Linked DNA regions of Sus scrofa: all the other regions are linked to region 2. Evidence: chromatin contacts called from public Hi-C and promoter capture Hi-C data. All regions are on one chromosome and are shown on one strand. Each heading gives the region's core, a stretch centred on a gene start, on an enhancer-like site or on the middle of the called end of the contact. The rest is flanking DNA. Distances are from core to core; before and after follow the strand shown. Region 1 holds the start of MRPL1 (39S ribosomal protein L1, mitochondrial). Region 2 holds the start of CCNG2 (cyclin-G2). Region 3 holds the start of STBD1 (starch-binding domain-containing protein 1).

Region 1 (3,541 bases), core at 448-2,947, 520 kb after region 2:
CGGCGGGAGGCAGGCCGACGGGCGGGCGGGCGCAGAGGCGGTTAGGCCGCGCTGCAGGCCGGCGCGCTTCCTGCCGCGGCCCCGGGAACGGCGGCGAGGCCCGGACCCGAAGCTCTCTGGGCCCAGATGCTGTGCGTGAACCACACACACACACACACACACACACACACACACTCACCCTCTTCGGCACACACACACACACACACACACACACACACTCACCCTCTTCGGCCCCCGCGGAGCGGCTCTCACCTGCGAGGCTCCCGAGCCCCGGCCACAAAGGGGGAGGGACACGCCACTCGGGGGTCCGGAACATACCGAACCCGCCTACCCCCAGAGTCCCGGGCCCCAGGCGCGGACCACCCCCCAACACACACACACACACACACACACACACACACACAGCCCGGAACCTTCTCCGCCTCCTACAGAGACGCGGGCCAGCAGCGCACCCGCCACACACCCACTCACTGTGGGTCCTCAGGCCGCCTCTCCGCCCGCCAAAGTCCCAACTCGCACGCTCCCCCACGCACATTTGTCCCTCTCCCACCTCATTTCCCCAGGGACGCGCTCCTCTTCCCAACACTCTCGATCCTACGCGGAGCTACAAAAACACTCTACCTCATTCTCTTCCTCTGGCCCAGGAGCAACAGCAGCCATTTCCCCGCGGCAGGGGAAACACACACACAAACACGCGCGCGCGCGCACCAGGCCCCCACAGATGCTTCCCCTCCGGAGCCGCGGCCGCAGACGCAAACACAAACACCCACAGGCGGGCCTGGCTGCCGCCCGCCCCGAAGGGAAGCCGCGGGCTCTCGCGGGCGGGCGCGCGGGGCGCCCGGACAGGGGTCGCGGAGGGCCTGCGCCCCCTCCTCACCTGCATTCAACGCGCCGGGGTCCGGGCGGCGGCGGCGGCGGCGGCGGCGGGGCGGCTGGTGCTGGTGCTGCGGCGGCGGGGGAGGCGGCGGCGGCGGTGGCGGCGGGGCTGAGGGCAGCAAAGACATGCAGGCAGCCCGCCGGGGGAAAGGCACCGGCCGGAGGGGACGCGGGGCGGGCAGGCCGGGCCGGGCCGCCTGAGGAACGGCAGAGGCGGCGGCAAGAAGGGCGGCTGAAGAGAGCGAGAAGGAGACGGATGGGGGGCAGGGAGTGGGGCCGAGGGCCGCGCCGCCGGGTTTCGGGGACGGTGACGCTGGGCGCTCAGGAGAGGCACCGCGGCCGCGGCCGCCGACGAGAAGGCCGCTGGCGGAGGAAGCTGCGCCCCCGCAGCCGCCGGAGCCGCGGCTATTACTCCAAGGGCCGCGCAGAGCCTGGCCTTGGCCTTGGCCTCCTGGCGCTGGGGCTGCCGCCGCTGCGGGGCTTGCTGCTGCGCCTGCTGCTGCCGGGGCCGAGGCTGCTACACCGAGACGCCAGCCTTCGGTGCCTCCGGTCTCTCTCACACACGTTCACACCCCCGAGGCCCGGGGGAGAGGCGTCCGCGCGATATCGGTATTGAGATTAATAACAAGGTGCAGAGAGTGCGAGAAGGAGGAGGGTTGATTGACGTGGAGGGGCTGGCGAGAGTCAGTCACTCCCCGGCGCGGAGGGGTGGGGTGAGGGGAAAGAGGCGGAGCTCCAGCGCCGCGCCTTGGCCACGCCCCCGGGGCGCCGCGTCGGGACGTGGTGCGCGTGCGCGCGGGGCTGCCAAGGTTCTTGCCCATTTTCTCCTTTACCCTTGCTGGCTTACTTGCTTTTCTTGGCTCGAATGACTAGCAGAGCTGGGGAGGCTGGTAGGTTATCAAAAAGCCGCAGTCACAGAACCATGGCGGGTGGTGGGAAGAGACTGGCGAACCTGCTTCGCCCGGTGTTCGTGTGTGGACTCGGCGCTGTTTACTGCACGCTCACCGGAGGCGGCCTGACAGCGGAGCCGAGCGCTAGTCTGGGCGGCGAATGGGACGCCAGGTGAGGTGAAGGAATCGATTGAAAGAAATGTTTCCTAACATCTTCAGTGGTTTGATTTTGTTTTAAACATGTAACATCTGTAAGTTGCATCGAGAGAGAGAAATAAAAGAACCTGTAACGCTCTGCGATAACCCCGTCCTATTTATTTTCTAATTTTCCCCTCTCACGATGGAATTACGTTTGTTTGCCAGCTGCAGGATGAAAATGTCAAAATGTAAACTAGAAATATTAACGTTTACTTGGTGAATGTGGCCTTGACACTTTAAGTTTATGGGGTTTAATTTTGTTTTTGTGGCCAGCTTCAGCTTTTACCACCAGCAGTCCAAAAACAAAGTATACCAGTTCTAGAGGCAGAATACTGCTGTTGCAGTTGTGCACAGTCTCTTTCCCACTGCATACTCTGGACTTGTGTACTTAACCCGTGTTGGTCAAGGGTATGTTAGCAGTGTTCAGTATTTTTTAGTGTGTTCTTTTGGACCCTAAGCACGTGTTGTTGGTTGCAGTTAATCGTAGACCCTCTTATTGAATGTGGAAAGCCCCTCTTGGAGAGAAAAATTGCGGTGAAAATGCAGATCATCATTTACCCGGAACTGATCAACTATTAAGAGTCCCCCATTGCAGAAGAACAATTGCATCTCTTTCATCTTTGTCACGAGGAAGTGTTGAGTGAGTGAGTGAAGAAGCCCCTCAAGATACAGAAGACTGAAGGTTACTTTGTTTTCCACCTGTGTTAAGTTTCCATTTCCCTCCTTAGCCACACCACCCCCATATCAGCTTCTGTAATAGGTGTGGAAATGGCCTTGATTCTAGAAGAAATCCCGCTCATTCCTAACTATCTTGATTCTAGGCTGAGGTATAATGGATAATTACCTTTCACTTTGTAAGCAACAAAGCCAAACAAGTCACTTCAGGAGCTCAGAAAAGTAAACCTGCCTCAGTGGCATCTTTTTTTTTTTTTTTTTTTTTGGATAGGAAAGAAATAGTTTGATTAAGGTAGGACGCTTGTAAGAGATGCAAGCTGGCAGGCACAGAAGCTCTGCTTACCTCAGCGGCATCTTGCCACAGCATTTCTCCTTGGCACAGAAACACTTGCCCCAAGGAGAAATACTACCAAATGCTGAAGAGAAGACGAAGATAAATACCTGAAAAATATAAATTGGATGATGGGACATCCTCACAGATTTAAACTTCTTCAAATATCTATATAGCCCTAGCTATTCCTATACAATAAACGAACATCTGTGGAGGGTGTGTTATGTTCCAGACATTGTATTTTGCATCAGAGGCACAAAGATAAGCATATGTAGTCTCTATTCTTCAGTAGCTCACGGTCATAGGGGAAGCAGACCCATAAACAGGAAATTCTCCTACAACAAACCAGAAATGAAAGTATGAAACTGACACAAAATTAACAATCACGACAATGTCCAGGAGGATTAAACTGATGGCGCTGGCAATTTCACTTGAGCCATGTGATACCTGCCACTCTCAGACTCACTGGGACTGGGATGGGGAAAGAGAGGAGAGTCTTGGTGGATGTAAAAGAAGCACTAATAAATGCGGAGGCGGGGGGCGGTTTGCCAAAGTTGAGGCAGACTCACAG
Region 2 (3,603 bases), core at 763-3,262:
GCTCTGATTAGACCCCTAGCCTGGGAACCTCCACATGCTGTGGGTGCCGCCCAAGAAAAGACCAAAAAAAAAATCTTCTGCCACATATTTTGACATTTCCGGTTTGTTCCTTTGCTACCTTTGCCCTCCTACTTGAAAAAAAGTCCCCAATCTCCTTCATATTTTGGTGCAATTCTCCTTTCTCTTCAGGGTGTATGTTTCCCGTCCAGCTGTTTTCTCTCTGGGCTCTGTCCATTGAGCCTCTTTACTGTAAAAGGAACTATCATGTATGTAATTCTAATCTTAGTTCTTTTTTCCATGTTAGTTACATGCCCTCTTTTATGTTTTTCAGCACAGATTTCCAGCAAGAAGTTTATGTAATATACAAGTAATAGCTCTAACAATATCTCCAAAATCAAACACACATTGAGTAAAATTATGGAAACTGTTAATCATTTAAAGTAGTCTGGTAATGCAATTTTTAAATTTTCCAAAACTCAGTACTAGGCCACACCTCTCTGGAATACGAGGATTCGCTCTGAGCACCCCTCCCCCAGTGGGCCCTGTGCTCCAGACGCCTCAGTCTAGTCCCAGCCAATATGCAAAGGGATCTAATTCCTTAGCTGCTCTGGAAAAAAAGAGAAAGCTGTTGCAAAAGCTATGTTACATGCCTTCGCATATTTTTACAAGTAGCACAACAATATACAGAAAACATACAGAAGAGGAAAGAAATCAGTTCCTTGGAGCTAATTGATTATTTAGAGTAGAATGTGCTCCTTTAGCAGGCAGCCAGCGAGGAACTGAAGCGAGAAAAAGTAAACTATAAATGTTAGAGAGGAGCCTCAACATCCCCCCATATATTCCGTGTGAAAGTTTCTCCTGCCCAAGGCACCCTTTGCTTTGCTTTTTGCCCTGCCTCAGAAGAGGTGTCGCCTCTTAATAACTACGCTAATTATAATGCACAATAAATGATAATTTATGGGTAACTAAGGACCAGGAAGCCTCTTGGAGTCGTCATTTAAACAACAGTACAATTACAACCCCAGGAGGGACGCTATTATTAGATGTTTACGTGCCATCATCAATGTGCACAGGTAAATTTTTAAGTCCTTTCATCGAAAATTTACTTTTATTAGGGAAAAATTTCAAGGTGCACAAAAGTAGAAAGAATAGTGCAACGAACCCTCTTGTACCCACATCTAGTTTTAAGAACTCAGCTTTTTGCCAGTCTTGTTTTACCCATCCTCCATTTTTTTCCCTCTCGGTCGGAAAGCTTTAAAGCAAATATCAAAGATGACAGCATTTTACTCCCAAATATTTCAATAAGTACCCTGAAAATTTTACTTGATTATCGCAAAAATGGACCTGCACAACAAATTATAAAAGGAACGCAGGAAACCCTCCCGTGGTGGGAGGGGTTGTCACAAAGGTTACCTAGCAGTTCCGGCTCTTTGGAGGGGAGAACCGAGAGTGGTACTTCCCTGCTTAGAGCCGAGGGGGCGGAGGAAAGGGAAAGACCACCGGGCCAAGTCAAGGAATTCCTCCTACGCGGTCCACTCAGGCATGCGCAATGCAGACCCCAGAGTTGCTAAGGCCCCAAGGCAGAAAGAGGAGTAGCATACGGTGAAAACCAATCAGAGGGCTCAAAGGCCAATCAGTTAGCCAATCCGGATTCGAGAGTGAATCAGAGCTTCAGCATTCGGCTAGCCCCACCAATATCCAATCAGGGAGTCGGCTACTTTGGGCGGACTTTTCAAAACAGCGAAAACAAAACAAATCGGGGACCTTTAAAAGGTGCAATGCGACCAGAAACTATCTCCTTCCGCCCCCTCATGCCTATCGCTACCATTTCCCCCCCCCTTAGGATCAATCTCGGAATGAAGCCGATGTCCAGATTCCATCCTTCGCCTTGAAACCGAGAAGGAGGAGTGGCTCAGTAAAGCAAAGGCGAGCTGAGGAGGCCTCAAAGCTGGCTGGAGATAAGGCTTATGGGCGGAACTATTTTTCAAAGTCTGTTGCGGCAGCGTCAGATCCCTCCGCGGGGAGTCACGTGCCCCGCCCCCTTGGGGGCGTTGAAAACTCAAAACAAAAACAAGGGGTTTGCTAGGGCCTCCGCGGTGGCGGCGGCTGCAGTGGAGCCCGTGGTGGGGCAGGGCTAGAGGGGCCAGTGCAGCGCCCCAGCCGGAGGGTGGGCGCGCAGGCAGCGGGATGACGCCGGGTCTGTGAGGCCGAGGCGGCGGCGGCAGGGGGGAAGGGTCGGATGCCGGTCCGGGGGCACCGCTGAGGCTGCGGGTCCCAGACCTCGGAGATAGGTCCGGAAGCACCCGCCGCGCCCAGTCCCCCCGACCGTGACGCGGAAGGCTGGTGGAGGCGCGGTTCCAGCACGGTGAGTGGGCCCACCTAGAATCGCAGAGTTTCTTTGTTCATGGTCGGTACTGCGGGGTTCGATGTCAGAGTGCCCAGTCCTCAGCCTGGGGAGCGACTCCGGTCCTGCCCTCAATCCTAGGGCAGTGGGCGCCCGGGGGCGGAGAGATGCTGATAGGATGGATAGAGGGTCGAGGAGACTGAATGAAGGCAGTTCTTTGGTGTATCCCCCTCGCTCATTTTGCCACGGGAGCTCGCTGGGGTGGTTCTTGAATTGACGGAATCGGGGCATCAGTGGATGCAAGGGTGTTCCTGGTCAAGGGGCGGGCTGGATTTCTGTCCCCAGACCCCGATCGGGTGGGCCCTGCCACCCCAGCGGTCTCTGGGACTGAGGTCTCTCCCGTTCGGGTTCTGTTCAGAGTAGGCTCTACTGAAGCGGATGGGGAAGGCTTGGGGGCTGGACTCCAGCGTGAGGGGCTTCGGGAGCCGAGCTCCGCGGTAGAGGCGGGGCTCGGGAGTCTCCTCCCTCCTGTTCTTTGTTCGGTCGCGAGACTTTCTCTCCCCTCCCCCCTATTGTGCAAAGCCCCTGCCCCCGGGACCCTCTGCCATCCGAGTCCCTGCTGCGTTCCACTGGGCAGAAACCCATCCCCCACGACTTCAGGTGTGGCGGATGGTCCGGACACCGCCGCCGGGGACAGTTTCCTGTTTGTGAAACAGTGGGGAGGCCGGGGCTGGCCGGTCTGACCCAGCGCTGGCCGGCGGACGTGACCAAGGGCCCTCCCCCTGCCACACCTCCCTGGCGGTCGGGGAGGATTGCGCTGGGGTTCGGCTGGACGTGACTGGTCCCCTAACCTGCTCCTCGCCAGGGTGTACCGGGGCTCCCCTCTCTGGAGGTATTGGCCCCGGCTCTTTTGTGGCTTCCCCTCTCACCTCTGCCACCCCCAGGATAGACTAACTGTGTGTGGTGTCTTTGCTGCAGATGAAGGATTTGGGGGCAGAATACTTGGCCGGTCGTGAAGGGGTGCAGCTCCTCGGATTGTTGAACCTCTACCTAGAACAGGAGCAGAGATTCCAACCTCGAGAAAAAGGGCTGAGCTTGATCGAGGCTACTCCGGAGGTAAGTTCCCAGGAAAGAACTTGTTCTAGCCGCTGACGCGACTTGGGGAAATAACTTAAAAAAAATTTTTTTTAGTTGAATTAAGACTAAAGGCTGCGAAGTTTTTTAAGACTAAAATTGGTCTTCCTAGAGTACTAAGATAT
Region 3 (3,544 bases), core at 89-2,588, 810 kb before region 2:
ATGGATTCTACACTGTATTAGATTTGGTGTCCTAAATGGTAAGGAGAAAAATAAGGCAGGAAAAGGGCACATGGAGAAGGGGATGTATGTAATTGCAATGGGGATTATCAAGGGCAGATGACATTGTGCAAAAAAGAAGAGGGAAAGGGAGAGAGGCTGGATGTCTGGATGGCTATCTGCAGGAAGGATGACTCAGCCAGGGAGGAGGAGATGGAGATGAGCTGGGAGAGGACCTGGGGGACAGATGCTATCCTTCTGAAAGGTTTTTGCTAGGAGATGTAGAGCAATTGGAGAGTCTTGAGCAGAAGCCCAGAAGATGGGAGTGTTTAGACAGGATCATTCAGACTGCTGCTTTGAAATGATGTAGGGACTCAAGGGTGGAAGTGGGGATCCCTGGGCCAGGTGATGGCAGTAATCCAGGAGAAACGTAATGGTGGCAGAGCAGGGTGGCACTCGCTGCAGGGAGAAGTAAAATTCTGAATATATTTCGAAGAAACAAGACCAGAATTTGCCACTGCCTCCAATGAGTGGGGGTAAAAAGAGGGTAAGATGACACTTTTTAGCAAGGAGAAAGGATGTGGTCGCCACTTCCTGGGATGAAGTGGGAGCAAGGAACAGTTTTGGGCATGTCAGATTTGAGTGAGCTGGGTTTGAGACGTCTGTTAGCATCGAAAAAGCAGGCCCAAGCTGGCTTGGTCTCCTTCCCCACTTTCCCTCTCCCCCTGACCTTTTGATGATAGGGGCTGTGACCTGAGCCAAAGCACCAGCATCAGCAGCTCTACTGGCCCAGTCTTGCAACCTGTCAGGGACTTCTGTCTGCTCGTGCACGGGGCACATTTGAGCGATTTGTTTTACCAGAGAAGCCATCGTAGTAATTACTCCAAGGCGAATATCTGCCAGCTGTGGCCTTAGCAGTTGGATGTAGGAGCGTGTAGGTCAAGGAAATGGCTCTCCCTGCAGATACAAATATGGGGATCATTAGCTTGAAGCTGGTGGGTAAAGCCACCAGATTGGCAGAAGAGTGAATTTAGAAAGCAATGTATATAATTCTTAGTTCCCAGGGTGGTGGTGGTTGTGTGAGAATCAAACTAAATAAATACATTAACACCAGGCACACCCACAGCACTTAAAAGGCCTTTGCAATTTTTATTAATAAACCCGTCTGCAGAAACCTGCCTCTGGGCAACATCCAGTCCAGTCTGGAGGGCGCGCATTTTGTGACAACCACGCACCCCAAAAAGAGGTCGAGGAAGAAGCAATGACTGGATGTGTTTGAGATGACTGGCATTTACTGATGGATGATCTTAGCCCAATCCCTTCCTTTTCCGGGTGGGAAGGCGGAGGCTTGCGGAGACCAAGTGCAGCTAACGGGCGGCGGAATGGAAGTTCTACCGCACCCGCTGTGCTCTGGATCTACCCCAGCTCACCCGCCCCAGCCCCGCTCGTCTCCGACGCACATCGGCGTCTTCCGCGTCGAAGTTCTAGGAAGCTCCGGCTTCTATGTGGCCGCGCTGCTGCTGAATGTTTGTAAAGAGGAGGCGGCGAGGTGCCCGGAACTGCCCCAAGCAGGGCTGGGCCTGGCGGGCAGCTGCAGCGGGAAGAGCAGGCGGCGTGGCCGGCGCGGGTTGGCGCGCGGAAGCCGTGCGCCCTGGGGTCCTCAGCCATGCGGGACGCACTTGGACCCGGACGCCCAGTGCTCCCGGCCGCCGGCGACCGGCGGGGTCGGGAAGGGAAGAGGTTGGAGAAGGAGGGCGCTCGCGTATCCGCCGGGCCGGAGCCTGGGGCTGCAGCCCCGGGGCGGGGAGTGGGGCGGGGCTGGGAAAGTTGAGTGTTAGTCGCGGAGGGCTGGGCTCCGCGTGGGAGCGCCTGCGGCCAGGGACCGTAAAAGGCTGGAGCGGGTTGGGTAGGTGTGGCTCTGCCTGCGTGACCCGAGCCCGGGCCTCGATCGCCGTCGTCTCCCGCAGCTGCGGCCTCTCAGCCATGGGCGCCGTCTGGTCTGCCCTGCTGGTCGGAGGGGGTCTGGCCGGAGCGCTTTTCGTTTGGCTGCTGCGGGACACGGGAAAGGAGGGGGACGCGGAGCAGCGGAAGGACGCTCCTTCAGGGGAGGCGGCGGCTCCGGGAGGCGATCAGGGTGGCGGCGGCGGACTGAGCCCTGGACCTTCTAGGCGGGAGCCGGTCACCAAACCAGGTATTCTTCCTCCCTGGTCTTGAGGGCAGATCACCAGGGGGGTTAGAAGTTCCCCGAGGGAAGGAAAACCCCGTCTGGAGTTCCGTGGCGGCCCATACCCGGGGGCTAGCTTCCCTCACCCAGGAGTGGACCCTCCCCGCGGCCCGATTTCCCCCCAGCTGGTGTGCACGCGCCGGGCGGGTTCTCGCCTCCAGCGAGGCGAGGCCCAGGAGATGCCCTGGCGGTTCGTCCAGGGCCGCGCCCCGCTGAGTCGCTGCCCTCAGCTCCAGCCCGCGGGGACCTGCCCCTGCCCCTCCGGCGGGGTTGGGTTCCTCCGCTTGGCGGCGCTTGGTGCAGTGCGGGCGGCTGCGGCGGCGGCGCCCCTTCCGGGCCTTCGGAAAGGAATGCTTCGGGTTAGGGGATCCCGCCACCCTCTCCAGTATCTGACGGAGCAGGAACCCAGTCTCAGCCCCAATCCCATAGCCTCATGACCTCCCCTCCTTCGCCTCAAAAGAACCGCGTTTGGGGACGCCAGAGCAGTGAGCAGCCCCCGCTATCTGGATGCTTCTGTTGGGGAGGCAAAGTTCAGGTTGGACTCTGGCCACGAAGGCCTCGGCTTCATGAAGCCCTGAGACTGCGAGTTGTCGGCCCTTCCCCATGATCACACGAACAGTGCGTGGTTGTCTAAAACCCTGGGGAAGAGACACACTTGGCACTGGACCCAGCTCCCAAAAGCAGACCCAAGTCCCATAAGCAGGACTGACGCCTAGGTTTACATGTCCACATTTTAGACCCTGTGCACCAGGCAAAGAGCCCTGGCAGAAAACCTCACCTTCCCGGTGCCTGGACTCCAGCCTAATGGTGAAAATGACATCTGCGAACTTTATTTTTAGTGGAGTGGTGTCTGTGTGTAGCCACTTGAAAGTCGGCCCCTGTGCCTTCCTGCGATTTGTTTGGGATGAGCAGAGGGCTCATTTATCTTCTTTTTCAGAAAGTCAGCCTCATGTTTCAGGTGGAAAGATTGGGAATTCAGGGTAATATTTGTTTACATCTCACTTCCAACCCCACCATTAAAGAGGCAAAATGAAACAAGACTGCTCTCTATCCATTCCCGCTTCCCCACATCTCCCTCCCCCACACCCACACCTCCCATGAGGGCATGGCTTTTGAGATTTTGATCTTGTAGGGAGCTATTTGGACTATTAGGTGGCCAAGAAGGAAAGAGAGTCTTTAGCGAGCTTGATTGTGTGCTCTTAAGAATAGTTATTTGAGAGGGGATGTAAAAGGCCTGTGTTTCTTGAAGAGGTTCCTGAGATACCAGGAGGGGTTGTCAAGGAGAATCCAGCCCTCTCCCCCTACCCTCACCCCTGTCTCTCT

The links. Promoter capture Hi-C pulls out the DNA fragments that hold promoters and counts their contacts. Hi-C and Micro-C count contacts between places; a contact is called where the count stands out from the background.
Region 1: a contact with region 2 is called in a promoter capture Hi-C map of liver, with 3 times the contacts expected there. The contact joins the promoter of MRPL1 here to the promoter of CCNG2 in region 2. A contact is called at or near these places in 1 of 5 promoter capture datasets (liver), 1 of 47 Hi-C or Micro-C datasets (liver) and 1 of 2 datasets of contacts at active chromatin or transcription factors (alveolar macrophages).
Region 3: a contact with region 2 is called in a Hi-C map of skeletal muscle, with 2.5 times the contacts expected there. The contact joins the promoter of STBD1 here to the promoter of CCNG2 in region 2. A contact is called at or near these places in 1 of 47 Hi-C or Micro-C datasets (skeletal muscle) and 1 of 2 datasets of contacts at active chromatin or transcription factors (alveolar macrophages).

The regions. Positions count from the first base shown.
Region 1 is chr8:73,303,747-73,307,287 of Sscrofa11.1, forward strand. It overlaps MRPL1 (39S ribosomal protein L1, mitochondrial), which reads left to right and starts at 1,698. Exons shown (of 10, transcript XM_021100620.1): 1 at 1,698-1,938. The region is part of intron 1 of CNOT6L (CCR4-NOT transcription complex subunit 6-like); the gene reads right to left.
Region 2 is chr8:72,788,382-72,791,984 of Sscrofa11.1, forward strand. It overlaps CCNG2 (cyclin-G2), which reads left to right and starts at 2,013. Exons shown (of 8, transcript XM_003129100.5): 1 at 2,013-2,365; 2 at 3,323-3,460. The coding sequence starts at 3,323.
Region 3 is chr8:71,981,649-71,985,192 of Sscrofa11.1, forward strand. It overlaps STBD1 (starch-binding domain-containing protein 1), which reads left to right and starts at 1,339. Exons shown (of 2, transcript XM_003129093.4): 1 at 1,339-2,188. The coding sequence starts at 1,522.